Regions from separate parts of the Mus musculus genome. Here region 1 is linked to region 2. The links are chromatin contacts, called in public Hi-C maps. All regions are on one chromosome and are shown on one strand. Each heading gives the region's core, a stretch centred on a gene start, on an enhancer-like site or on the middle of the called end of the contact. The rest is flanking DNA. Distances are from core to core; before and after follow the strand shown. Region 1 has its middle 9.9 kb from the start of 4930505K14Rik. Region 2 has its middle 65 kb from the start of Ubl3.

Region 1 (6,114 bases), core at 3,373-5,872, 280 kb after region 2:
TTTAGCCCTCACCTTTCTTACTCTCTAGCCCTCCTTCTCTCTCTTTCCCTTCCCCCGTCTCCACGTAGCCATGGCCAGCCTCTCCCTCTTTCTACCTTCTCTCCTTTCCCCTTTCCTTTCTACAATAAAGCTTTAAAACCATAGACTGTCTCTGCTCATCAAGGCCCGCCATGCTTGAATGATGGGATAGGCTTTCTCCTAATGAGCCGCATCTAGCCTCCCGCCAAAAGGTCATCCTGTGCTCCAGCCACGGACCTGACCAAGGACTCTCTCCCATGTGGGAACCATCCAGCGCCCCCTCTCCCCTGCCCTCTCCTCTCCTCATCCCCAGGTCCGAGTGCTGCCCCAGGGCCCCTATTTTGTTCTCAGCAACTCCACCGTATTCAGCATGGGATGCCGGAGCCTGAGAACCTGGTACCTGGGGCTGCCCCTTGTCCACCACCTGCCGTGTGGGGTCAGTGGCTTCACACAGCCAGACGCCCACCCAGGGCCTCGTGGAAAGCGTGTGCAGTCCTCTCAAGTCCACCCACCCAGAGCACCAGAACTCTGGTGGGACTCGGGTTCTCTCCCACTTCCCTCTTTCCCCCCACACCCACAGCCCCTCACATACCCATGTAGAAAAATTCCCCACAGACATAAAAAGGGGCCTCGATGTTTAAACAGCTAAAGAAAAAGAAACAAAGGAAAGGAGGGAGGGAAAAAGGGAGGGAAAGAGGGATGGCCCAATACAGGTGTTACAAGAGAGACTCTAGGGGCCTCTCCTGGGGTCATGAACAGTACATTGGCTGGGACCACCAGGACGGGGAGAGCAAATCTTCCTCCCAGGTAATAGGGGACAGAGGTAATGGTTTGTGTTCTTATTCCTGTTGAGAACCTTTCTGCATGATGAGTCTATGACGGTTAGTGTGGATCACCCCACCTTGGGCAGGAAAGTGTGTGGGCTTCATGAGTCACTGCCACAGGGAGACCCAGGGCTGACCCCGCCAGGCTCCTGGCATCATAGCTCCCTTTTCAGCTGCAACTTCATGTGTCCTCCTACAAAACGACGTAGAACCGAATGCTTCTGTTTCCCCCCAGAGAAGTTACTGAAAAGCTTTCGATGACCACACCCTGAGTGTAAAGTCTGGATTGATGTGACTTATCATGGGCTTTGTTGTCTTTTGGGGAGGTGTCTCCTTCCTTATCAGACAGCAGGACTACATTGGCCATGGCACCTGCCAGTCAGCACAGCCTACAACTGCTTTGAGTTCTGCTCTCAACTCTCTAGGCCTCCAGCGGCACCCGATCCCACAGTTGCCAGCATAGGGACCGTCCACCCTGAACAGGTGTGACTGTACCCATACACCCTTTAAAGAGTTCCTTGATAAAGCCACCTCCCTCTGTCCTGGTGTCATGCTTTCTCCTGCCAAGACACAGGTCTGTCTTGGAACCCGCTGACCCTGGATATGATAAGGCCATTCCTGTGCCAGGTCTGCTCACGTAAAAACAATTCAGCACCATGGCTCCGGGGTGCTCCGTACCCTTGGGAGACTTCCTTGTGGAGCACTGCAGGGTTTTCCCATTCTCAATCAAAGGTTATAGCATCTAAACGAGCTACACCCTAGAAAGTGAGATATGAGCTCCTGGTTTGTCTGTCCATCCATCCATCTATCCATCCATCCATGCAAAGGCCATATTTTTTAATCGCCTTCTCCTTGGTAGAGCCACACTTTGGGTTTGTGATAGAGAGTTGTGGGAGACACAGCAGCCCTCTGGAGTTGCCCCAGTTTGGATATCATGACAGTATCCCAAGGATCTTATGGGCATCAGCAGCATGTCCACCTACTAAGTAGGGCTTACCGAGGAGGGGTCAAGGCCCAGGGTGATGGGGGCGGCAGAAGTTAATGGGAGTAGAGTTTGGGTTTGGATAGTTAGACCTCCGGGGTGGGATGGCCGTGCCATTTTCCACAGTGATGAGAAAATTATTGGTGCCACTGAATTGTGTATTTTTAATAATGGTGACAATGATAAATTTGAGTGTTTTGCTCCGGTTTAGTGGCCAAAAGAAACAAGTAGCTAAAAAAAAAAAATTATGAGGGGCGTGAGAGTTGGCTCAGTGGTTAGAGCACTGTCTGCTCCCCCAGAGGACTCAGGTTCAATCCCCAGTAGTCCCAGGACAGCTCACAACTGACACACACAGGAGAAACACCAATGCACATAAAATAAAATAAATAAATTATTTAAAAAAATAGTATGAACCTCAAGAGCATTCTTTGAGGGGGAAGATGCTGGACAGGAAAGGCCATACTCTTGCTACATGGCACCATTTATGAGACCTGCTGGAAGGGATGAGAGAGATGGCTCAGTGGTTAGAGCACAGGATGCTCATCCGGAGAACCTGGGTTCGATTCCCAGCACCCACACGGTGGTTCTCGACCATCTGTAACTCCAGTTCTAGGAGATCAGGCACCCTCTTCCTGTCTCCACGGGCACCAGATGCGGCCCATACGACATTCGCTCAGGCCAAATACCCATTCACATAACAAATTAAAACAGCAGCAAAGGAACGGCTGTTGAGTATCAATGTCAAAATATAGAAAAAGTGAAGCTGGGCTTGCCTGAGATGAGGGTTTGGGGCACACTGTTCACGATGGAGGTGCTGAGACGCATTTTAATGAGGTACAAGTTTTCCTCTTGTAATGGTGCTGATCAAGAAGCTGTTTCCATTGATCAAAATTCCTCAGGGCTGGAAATAAATGTACCTAAAGTCCGAGCAATGAGGAGGCTGAGGCAGGAGAATCTATTGAGGCCAGGAGCCTGAGACTTAGGCAACATAGTAAGTCTCTATCTTAAAACAAAGAACCATATGTATGTGTATGTGTGGGTGTGTGTGTATATATGTGTGGAGATATATATATATATATATATATATATATATATATGTGTGTGTGTGTGTGTATATATATATATATATATATACATATATATATACATATATTATAAACTGACTATATAAATTATATTTCAACAAGCGGTTACTGTCATCTGAGAATTATTAGTTATTATAAACGACAAGTTCCTCAGGCCACAGGTAAGGTACCTCCCTTCCCTAGCTCCCCTTTAGCCTGATTCTGCCAGACACCCAAAGGACTCAACACACCTGTAACCCCTTAGAGAAAAGAGCAAAAATTCTCCAGCCACACCAAGCTGTGAGACCCAAGGAGATGGCGGAAGGCTGAGGAGGCAGGCGAGGGACGGCAGGAAACTGCATGGCTGTCTCTCATCCTGCCCATCCCTGGCTGCCGACTTCCTGGGACTTGCTGTTTCGACTTCATTCCAGAGGTTTCCAGACCCTCCCCTGCTCACTCCGGGTGACTCACCTGCTTGCAGAAAAGTCCAGCCCTCCCCTCTCTCATTTTATTTGATGTTATGTTCAAAAAAGCAATTTGGGGCTCAATTGAACATCACATGTCTCTTGATTAAATCTCCAGTCTTTCTCTTGCCTCCGGAATGTATCTTGGGCCTGGCCAGGCACTGCGTAGCTCATTAGAGCCGGATGCCTGGAGGAGAGCACGTGTGGACCTTTAAAACAGTGTGGACCAAGGCAGCCCTATTCTAAAGCAACTCCCTCGCTCAAGAGCTTCCCTCCTCCACAGCCCTCCCACAACCCTGTCCATAAGGTCAGAGAGAACGTGGTTCATTTTTCAGTCTTGAAAGCCAGTGTGCCCTTTAGGCAGCAGCTCAGAGAGAGCCAGAGGCCACGCACACTGTAGTAGTCTGGGTCCCCTCTGGTCACTGTGCATTTCAACACAAGGACATGTGGCAGCTCCTGGGGAGGACATGCCTTCTCCTGCTCAGAAAGCCAGCACCTGAATGGCTCCTGTGTGTCTGCTTGGGTCATAGCCCAGGGTTTCATGTGATCTGATCTGGTCAGCGACGTAGAAGGAGAAATGTCCCTACCAGAGAAGAGAGACAGATCCAGTCTGTGAGGATGAGATGTTTGCCACTGCCACAGAGAAGGACCTGAAGGATCTTAGGGACGCCCATGTCCTTGGTAATTTTCCTTCTGTCGCTGTGATAAGAAGACACTTTCACTAAAGTGACTTAACGAAGAAGGGTTTCATTCTGGATTACCGTTCCAGACCGGAGTCACAGTCCCACAGTGACAGGAGATGGCCACCTTCATCTGCAGTCACGGAGCAGAGAGAGACAAATGTGAGCAAGGGCTCAATGTCTTATTTTTGTACTGTCCAGGAACCCCTGCCCAGGCACTGGCCCCAGCCACAGTTAGGATGAATCTTCCCCACCAGGCCTGGTGGTGTTTGTTTCTAATCCCAGCACTGGGGAGGCAGGAGCAGGTGGATCTCTGTGAGTTTGAAGCCAGTCTGGTCTACAGAGGGAGTTCCAGGACAGCCAAGAATACACAGAGAAACCCTGCCTCAGAGAGAGAGAGAGAGAGAGAGAGAGAGAGAGAGAGAGACTTCCCATATAAGTCAATGTAATCAAGATACCCCCCCCCCCAGTGATGCCCAGGGGTCATCTCTTGGGTGTACATTGGGAACTGTGTTGCAGGATATACAATTGCAGGATTGTAATGAAGACTGGATGAACTTATTCATGCCGACCACAAAGCAGTCACATCCTGTGTGAGGAAGTGGAGGCCCTGGTTGCTGAGAAGCAGCAAGGCTCTGCTGTCTGACTCTCCATGTGGCTTTAGCGTACCCATCGATGACAGCATGATTTAATGTCTGTTCATAGTGATGACCCTGTGAAGATCTGTGCCAGGGTTGTGCTGCTTAGCCTGATGAGAGGAGTCCTAGTTCAGCTCAGACTACTGTAACAAACTCTCACAGACGAGGTGAATTTATAAACCACAGAAATACATTGCTCACCATCCCAGCTGCCAGAAGTCTGAGACCAGGCTACCAGCATGGTTGGCTTCTAAAGAAGGAAATATTCCCAGTTGTACACTGTGGACTTAATGAGTTCTTACACTTAAGAAAAGGAGAGAGAGAGCTCTCTGGAGACTGGCTCATAAGTGGAGTGTTCCCACCCATGACAGCTGCACCATTATTACACAGTCATTTCTCAGACCTGGTCTCCGGATCATAGCCCTGGATGTTAGAATTTCAACATGGGGGCTGGAGAGATGGCTCAGCGGTTCAGAGCACTGACTGCTCTTCTAGAGGTCCTGAGTTCAATTCCCAGCAACCACATGGTGGCTCACAACCATCTGTAATGGGATCTGATGCCCTCTTCTGGTGTGTCTGAAGAAAGCAATGGTGTACTCACATATATAAAATGATAAATAAATAAATAAATATGGACAGCGACAGTGCACTCATATACATAAAATAAATAATCTTTAAAAAAAAAGAATTTCAATATGGGGGCTGGGACAGGACAACTACTCAGGTCACACCCCTCCTGAGTATAGCCATTTCTTATGTTTCTTGCCCTTTGATGATGATGCTGACATCTTATGACTTAGACAATAACACATATGAAACACTTACTTTAGCACTAGCTACAGTCAGTGCTCAAAGAGTGAAATTCTTACCACTTCTAGTTTGGGCATAAAGTCGTGGACAAGCAATTCCACTACCTTTCAAACTGATCTGAGGGGGCTGGTAAGGCAAACCAGGGGCGAACTTGGCTCAGAGCCCAGTGCAGCCAGCCCAGAGTAACTTTCCCATGGAATGAATGACAAAAAAAGACAGCCAGGACGGAGCTGGAATTAGAACTTCCTTCATTGTAAATGAAAACGCCAGGCTTTGTTGATCAATGCTTGCTCTTTACTCCCAAGAGAGAAAAGGCAGATTTGGAAGGCACTAGAACTGGCAGCCTCCAAGGTTCTTACCTGAGTGCTGGGCTACCAGATAGATCATTGGACGGAACCGAAGAACTCCGTCCCCACCAAGGAAGGGTTACCTCAGCAAAACGTTACCACCCTCCAAGGACTCCTCACTGAAAACCCTCAGGTTCTATACTTCCCTGCTCTTCTACCCTGCCTCTGTCCCAGCCCCGCCCCTGCCCCGCCCCAGCTCCCTCCCCCGCCCCCCACCCTTCCCTGCTCTGGATCCAGCCTCTAACATCTCTAGTATTTCTGTAGCAAACTGTTGCTCTCTATCCCGG
Region 2 (5,729 bases), core at 2,914-5,413:
ATACTTGAGGCACTTCAGGCTTGACTTGGAAAAAGACTACAGTTATTCTTCTATTTTCATTTGTATGTAATTAAGTGCTTTGCACTCTGTGCCATATTCCTTTATTTTTCAAACATATCATTAGTTTATTTTGTATTTATCTTATATTTATTAGTGGTTTGCTGCTGCATGTACATATGTGTACCATGTGCACATGGAGGTCAGAAGAGGGCATGAGATTCCCTGGAACTGGAGTTACAGATGGTTGTGAGCCGCCATGTGAGTGCTGGCCATTGAACCCGGGTCCCCAGCAAGAGCAGTCAGTGAAGGGATCTCTTCAGCTCCCAAACACTTCATTCTTAGTGCATGTCTTTAACAATTTGATATTTGAATAATAAAATATAACTATTGTTATTTGTTCTTTATTTGTAATTCCTGGGATCATCTGATGTTTCTGCTGATTTTTTTCTAACTTCTTTATGTATAGAATATTAGTATCAGTATCCATGATTTGTTATAAATATAAGCTGAAATTGACAACATGGCAACCTTGCTGTTTTGCCCTGATAACTGGATGGCCACCTGACCCAGGGGCACCCTATCTGTTATGTGATGATGTTGTATGTGATATGACCTCATGCTGATCCAAGTACAATAATCAAGTGTCCGAAGCCCATCTCCCCCAACCTTCCAGGGGGTGTGTATGAGTGTGTGGTGCCGGGATCAAGCCAAAGCTTCACACATATAGTAGGCAAGCACTCTACGCTGAATTGCATCCCAATTCCTTTTACCTGCCTCTTTTCCTGACTGGGTTAGGGACTCCGATCCAAACTGAGGTGAGTAGGGAGAGGGAAGGACCCGTCTGTCACAGGACACATGGCCACCACTATAGCTACTCAACACTGCAGGCAGTACTGGCATTTAGCTAAGAATGGTCTGCTGATTTCTCTAGTTCCCACAGCCACCAGCTGTGGGAACCAAGTGCTGAGTCCCATGAAGTTCACGAGGCTGTGACCGAAGCCCTCTGCACTTTGTCTTCCTCTCTTATGACAGGAACCAACGGGAACTGCGCTTTCACACTCACCAGCTCGGAACTTTCTGAAGTCAGAGTGGTCAGAGTGGTTTGGGGCTGTGCCATGACCGCGATAGGATTTAGAAGCCCAGCTCAGTGCTGCACCAGCCATACAGTGATTCCAAACTCTCGAGTGGAGCGCCATTCCGGGACCCCTCCCTTCTCGCTTGCTTCTGGAGGAACACAAGTGCAGAAAGTTTTCCCTTTCTCACTCCTGTCCTCCAGGAGGAGAAAAAGACACTGTGGACACACCTGTGGAGGCTTTCCCTACAGTCTTATTCCAGCAAACACAATGATGTCCAGTTGCAGGTGTCCCATTTGTAAATGAGATCAAGTTCCTGTTACCACTATCAAAGCTACTGTCATTGCCGACGCTGCCAGTGGCCAGGGAATCTTAGTGAGTTGTCATCAGTGGTAGCTTCGTGGTGGGTTCTACACCTACAGAGAAGCCAATGGACTTCGGAAGAGGGACAGACAGCAGTGTGGCTGTAAAAGCCCTCCATGGCTTTCTGTGCTCAGAACTACCAAACTCAAGATTTTTTGTTTGTTTGTTTGATTGGTTGGTTGGTTGGTTTTTTTCAAGACAGGGTTTCTCTGTGTAGTCCTGGCTGTTCTGGAACTCAGTCTGTAGAGCAGGCTGGCCTCGATCTCACAGAGACCCACTGTCTCTACTTTCTGGGTGCTGGGATTAAAGGTATGGTCCACTGCTTCCTGGCAACCTTAGCTTTTTAAGAGTATCATAAATATTTGAAAGAATTATCTTCCATGCCTACTATTTGTAAAGTTGTATATTCAGCTCGCAGTAAGGTATTTTGGATGGCCCTTTCCTAAAATTGAGTTTTAAATACAACTCCAGATTTGTTCCGTTGGGCAAGTGTACTATCGGTTTATTGGGTTTGTTTCTGTTTAAGGCTTCAAAGAAAAACTACTTGCTGCTAAATTGCTCCTAAAATTTACAGGTAACAACCAGCTAAACATATGTGGAGACGTTTAAAGCATATATTCTTTGGAAACAGATTACACTGGTTGTATGCTCCCAAAATGCCATAAAACAAAGCTTTCAAAGGCAGTGGCAAATTGGAGGGGCTGCCACAACTAATGTATCTTTCAAAGCCTAAAATAAATTATGTCAGCCTTTCTAGCCTGGGAGTTGATTTTTTAACTCAAAACAACCCAAACCCATTCTATATCACAATAAAATGCTAATGATGACCAGGTCTTGTACGTTTCATGAATTATAGCCAAAAACCAACGAAACAGAGGCCAATAAACCTGGTCTCCAGCCTCTTAGGGAGTTAAGCACTAACACACAGGGATTTCACTTTGGTCTGGGTGCAAGTCCTGCATGTTTAAAAGAACACTGCTGTGTTAGAGGCTGTATGTGTGTGTTTCCTACGTGTCTGAATAGTCCCCTGTGTGTGTGTGTGTGTGTGTGTGTGTGTGTGCACACGTGCGAGTGTGTGTGTGTATACACATGCTTGCATGTAGAGGTCAGAGGCCACTATTGTGTGTCTTTCTCAATTCCTTTCCACCTTAGTTTTTTGGTTTTTTTTTTTTTGGTTTTTTTTTTTTTTTGGGTTTCTCATATAGCCCTGGCTGTCCTGGAACTCACTTTGTAGACCAGGCTGGCCTTGAACTCAGAAATCCTCCTGCCTCTGCCTCCCAAGTGCTGGGATTAAAGGCATGTGCCACCACGCCCAACTTTTTTTTTTTTTTTCCACCTTAGTTTTTGAAATAGGGTCTCTCCTTGAACCCGAAGCTTATGAATTTGGCAAGCCTGGCTCCTTGGAGAATGTCTTAATTAGGGCCTATTGCTGCAACCAAAAGCAACTTGAGGAGAAAAGGGTTTATTTTGCCTAAACTTCCAGTTAACAGTCCATTACTGAGGAAAATCAGAGCAGTAAAGGGACCTGGAGGCAGGAGCTGATGCAGAGGCCATGGGTGGGGGTGGGGTGCTGCTTACTGACTTGCTCCTCATGGCTTGCTCAGCCTGCTTTCTTATAGAACCGAGGACCACCAGCCCAAGGAATGGTACCCCACCAAACCACTAATTAAGAAAATGCATTACAGGTTTATCTGCTTACGGTGGGCTCTTCTGGAGGCATTTTCTCAGTTGAGGCTCCCTCCTCCCTGATGTCTGTAGCTTGAGTCAAGTTGACATACAACTAGGGATTCTCCGGTCTCTGCCTCCCAAGTGCTGGCATTACTGGCATGTGTGGCTACAGTCAGCTTCTACATGGGTGTTAAAGACTGAACTCAGGTCCTCGTGCTTGCATGGCAGGTAATGGATCAATTGTTCTATCTCCCCAGCCATTATATGTATGTATATATGTAAATTACATATACATAGATCCAATACGTATATATCTGCCGTTCCCTCCCACTTTCCTGTAAATGTCATGATTTTATTCCTCTTTACAGATGAATAACCCCCAGTTGTTGTTTTTTGTTGTTGTTGTTGTTTGTTTGTTTGTTTGTTTGTTTGATCCATTCTCCAGATGATGGGCATTAGGCTGGTTCCATCTCTTAGCAATTGTGACTGCGGCAGCAGGGGTCTCTGTAGTGTGTTGGCATGGGGTACTTTGGATAAATGCCTAGGAGTGTTAGAGCTGGGTCATATAATAGTTCTATTTTTAGCCCTTTTGAAAAACTCCCATACTAATTTCCTTGGAGATAGCATCAGCGGTCCACATTCTCCCCAACAGTGTGTAAGACTTCCCCTTTCTCTCTGACCACATAATTTTACACCCCAGGCACCTGAGTTTTAACTGAGTCTTAATCAAGTCTCCCTTAGACACAACGTAAAGGTTGTGATTATTTATGCAGCCTTGAAGTGCCATTTCCCTGAGAGTCACTCCTTGTGTTCCTGTAAAACCTCGCTCGCATGTCTGCTTTCCTGCTCACTGTACACACAGACGCAGGTTCCCCCAGCTGGAGTAGCAAATGGACTGCTCACCTCCTGCTGTCTCTCAGCATCTAGCAAACGCCTGTAGGTGTGTTGGCTGGAGTGAAAAATGCCCCCCCCCCCCAAAGGCTCAGTTCCCTGGTTGGTGGAGATTTGAAGGGTGGGGAAGGGTGAATGGAACCTTCGGGAGGTGTGGCCTTGCTGGAGGAAGTGCGTCACTATAAGGGGGTGCGCTTTGCAATTTCATAGCCCCGCCCGCCTCCAGTTCTCTCTCTGCTTCTTGAGTTTGCTTGCGGTGGAGGTGTGATCTCTTGACTCCTTGCTCCTTCATGCTTCTACCATAATGGACTTTTAGTCCTCTGGAACTTAAGCCAAAAGAGATGCTCTCATCTCTAAGTTACTTGTGGTCAGGGTATTTTATTACGGTAACAGAAACTGATACCGTGGGTGTTAAGGACTGAAGTGTGTCCTATGCTCTTAGGCTGATATGTTGACATCTTAACCCCCAGTACCTCCAACGGGCCCTCACTTGAAAAGAGGGTCACTGAAGGTGTAATTAGTCACTATGACTTCACAGTAAATCCCAACCCAGTATGACTGGTGTCATAAAAAGAGATTTGGACACAGGCAGGGAGACGCAGTTTGACCGTGAAGGGAGAGCAGCAAGCGCCATGTGTCTGTGAGAGTCTGCCAGCTAGCCTCAGGGCTTGGAGGAAAGCCCAGTGCAGAGCCTCTTTAGCGGCTCTCAGAAGAAACGAGCACTGCAGACTTCTTGCCTCCAGTGTCCAAAGGCAACAATCTCTGTATTGAAGGTGCCCACGTGGAAGCTCTTTATATGGGGCCCTAGCAAAGCCACGGCTGTGTGACAGAGAACCAGCACAAACTCAGCTGCGACAGCAGGGGTGGTGGCCCGTGGTTTCCTTTCCAGGGAGTAGCTCCTGAATTTGACAGCGTTCTTCTCGTACTGTGCAGAATGCCCTAATCTACTCGAGATGCTCATGTATATAAGACGAGGTGCAGTCAAGGTCGCCATTTGCTTAAACGAATGCATCCCAGTAATAAGTAGGAAGCCGGCAAGCTCAGGGACACAGCTAAATACAAGGGGTCAAGCCCCGCATGGTAAAGTAAATTAACTAAATGAAAAATAACTTCTCTTTAAACTTTATTTGTATAAGCATTTGCCCGTGTTTATGTTGTGTTACAGGTATGTGCACCCTCAGAGGTGAGAGGGGGGCATCATTTGTTCTTCTTTCCCCCTCCCTCCCCCCTCCCTCCCCGCCTTCCTTTGTACTTCTGTCATTGGCTGATGCCCAGCCAATGTCAGGGACCATGCCATTGAGTCTGTGGGACTGTGAACATGGTAAATCTTTTTTCTTTAGAAAGCTGACCTTGCCTAGGCTACTAGAAAAAAAAAAAAAAAAAAAAAAGATGTGATATACCATGAAAAATAAGTTCCTGAGAAATTTGCTACAGAAAAAAAAAGCTTGTAAAATTATAGGATCAACATAATCATGCCCAATTTTCTTACATTTGGGACAAATCTCTCAGCTTTAGAGTGGGGGCCAAGATGTGGCCCAGTTGTGGGAGGCATCCTGAGAGAGGCCACTGGTGAACTTCCCACGGAACTTTGACTGAAGGTCTGGGAAGCCTCTATCTTTGTGTCTTTTGAAGAAAGGGGCGGGGCCTGATTTCACGCAATGACGGAATTATTTTACCAAGTCCATCCATCATCCTGGAGGCTTCAGGAGCCTCTGTCCCTTGGCGCTGACTGGC

What was found. Hi-C and Micro-C count contacts between places; a contact is called where the count stands out from the background.
Region 1: a Hi-C map of bone marrow-derived macrophages shows a contact between it and region 2, with 26 read pairs. The contact joins two enhancer-like sites. A contact is called at or near these places in 2 of 15 datasets of contacts at CTCF or cohesin (the NIH/3T3 cell line and large pre-B cells), 2 of 484 Hi-C or Micro-C datasets (bone marrow-derived macrophages and embryonic stem cells) and 2 of 115 datasets of contacts at active chromatin or transcription factors (effector CD8 T cells and regulatory T cells).

Annotation. Positions count from the first base shown.
Region 1 is chr5:148,764,964-148,771,077 of GRCm38.p6, forward strand. No RefSeq gene overlaps it. Among named protein-coding and RNA genes, the nearest start is that of 4930505K14Rik, 9.9 kb to the right of the region's middle. Within about 2 kb of position 4,623, at least 63 of the 459 cell types and tissues checked have an H3K27ac peak or open chromatin away from gene starts, as enhancers often do. A contact at or near this core is called in bone marrow-derived macrophages, effector CD8 T cells and regulatory T cells, where this site is marked.
Region 2 is chr5:148,485,353-148,491,081 of GRCm38.p6, forward strand. No RefSeq gene overlaps it. Among named protein-coding and RNA genes, the nearest start is that of Ubl3, 65 kb to the right of the region's middle. Within about 2 kb of position 4,164, at least 183 of the 459 cell types and tissues checked have an H3K27ac peak or open chromatin away from gene starts, as enhancers often do. A contact at or near this core is called in bone marrow-derived macrophages, effector CD8 T cells and regulatory T cells, where this site is marked.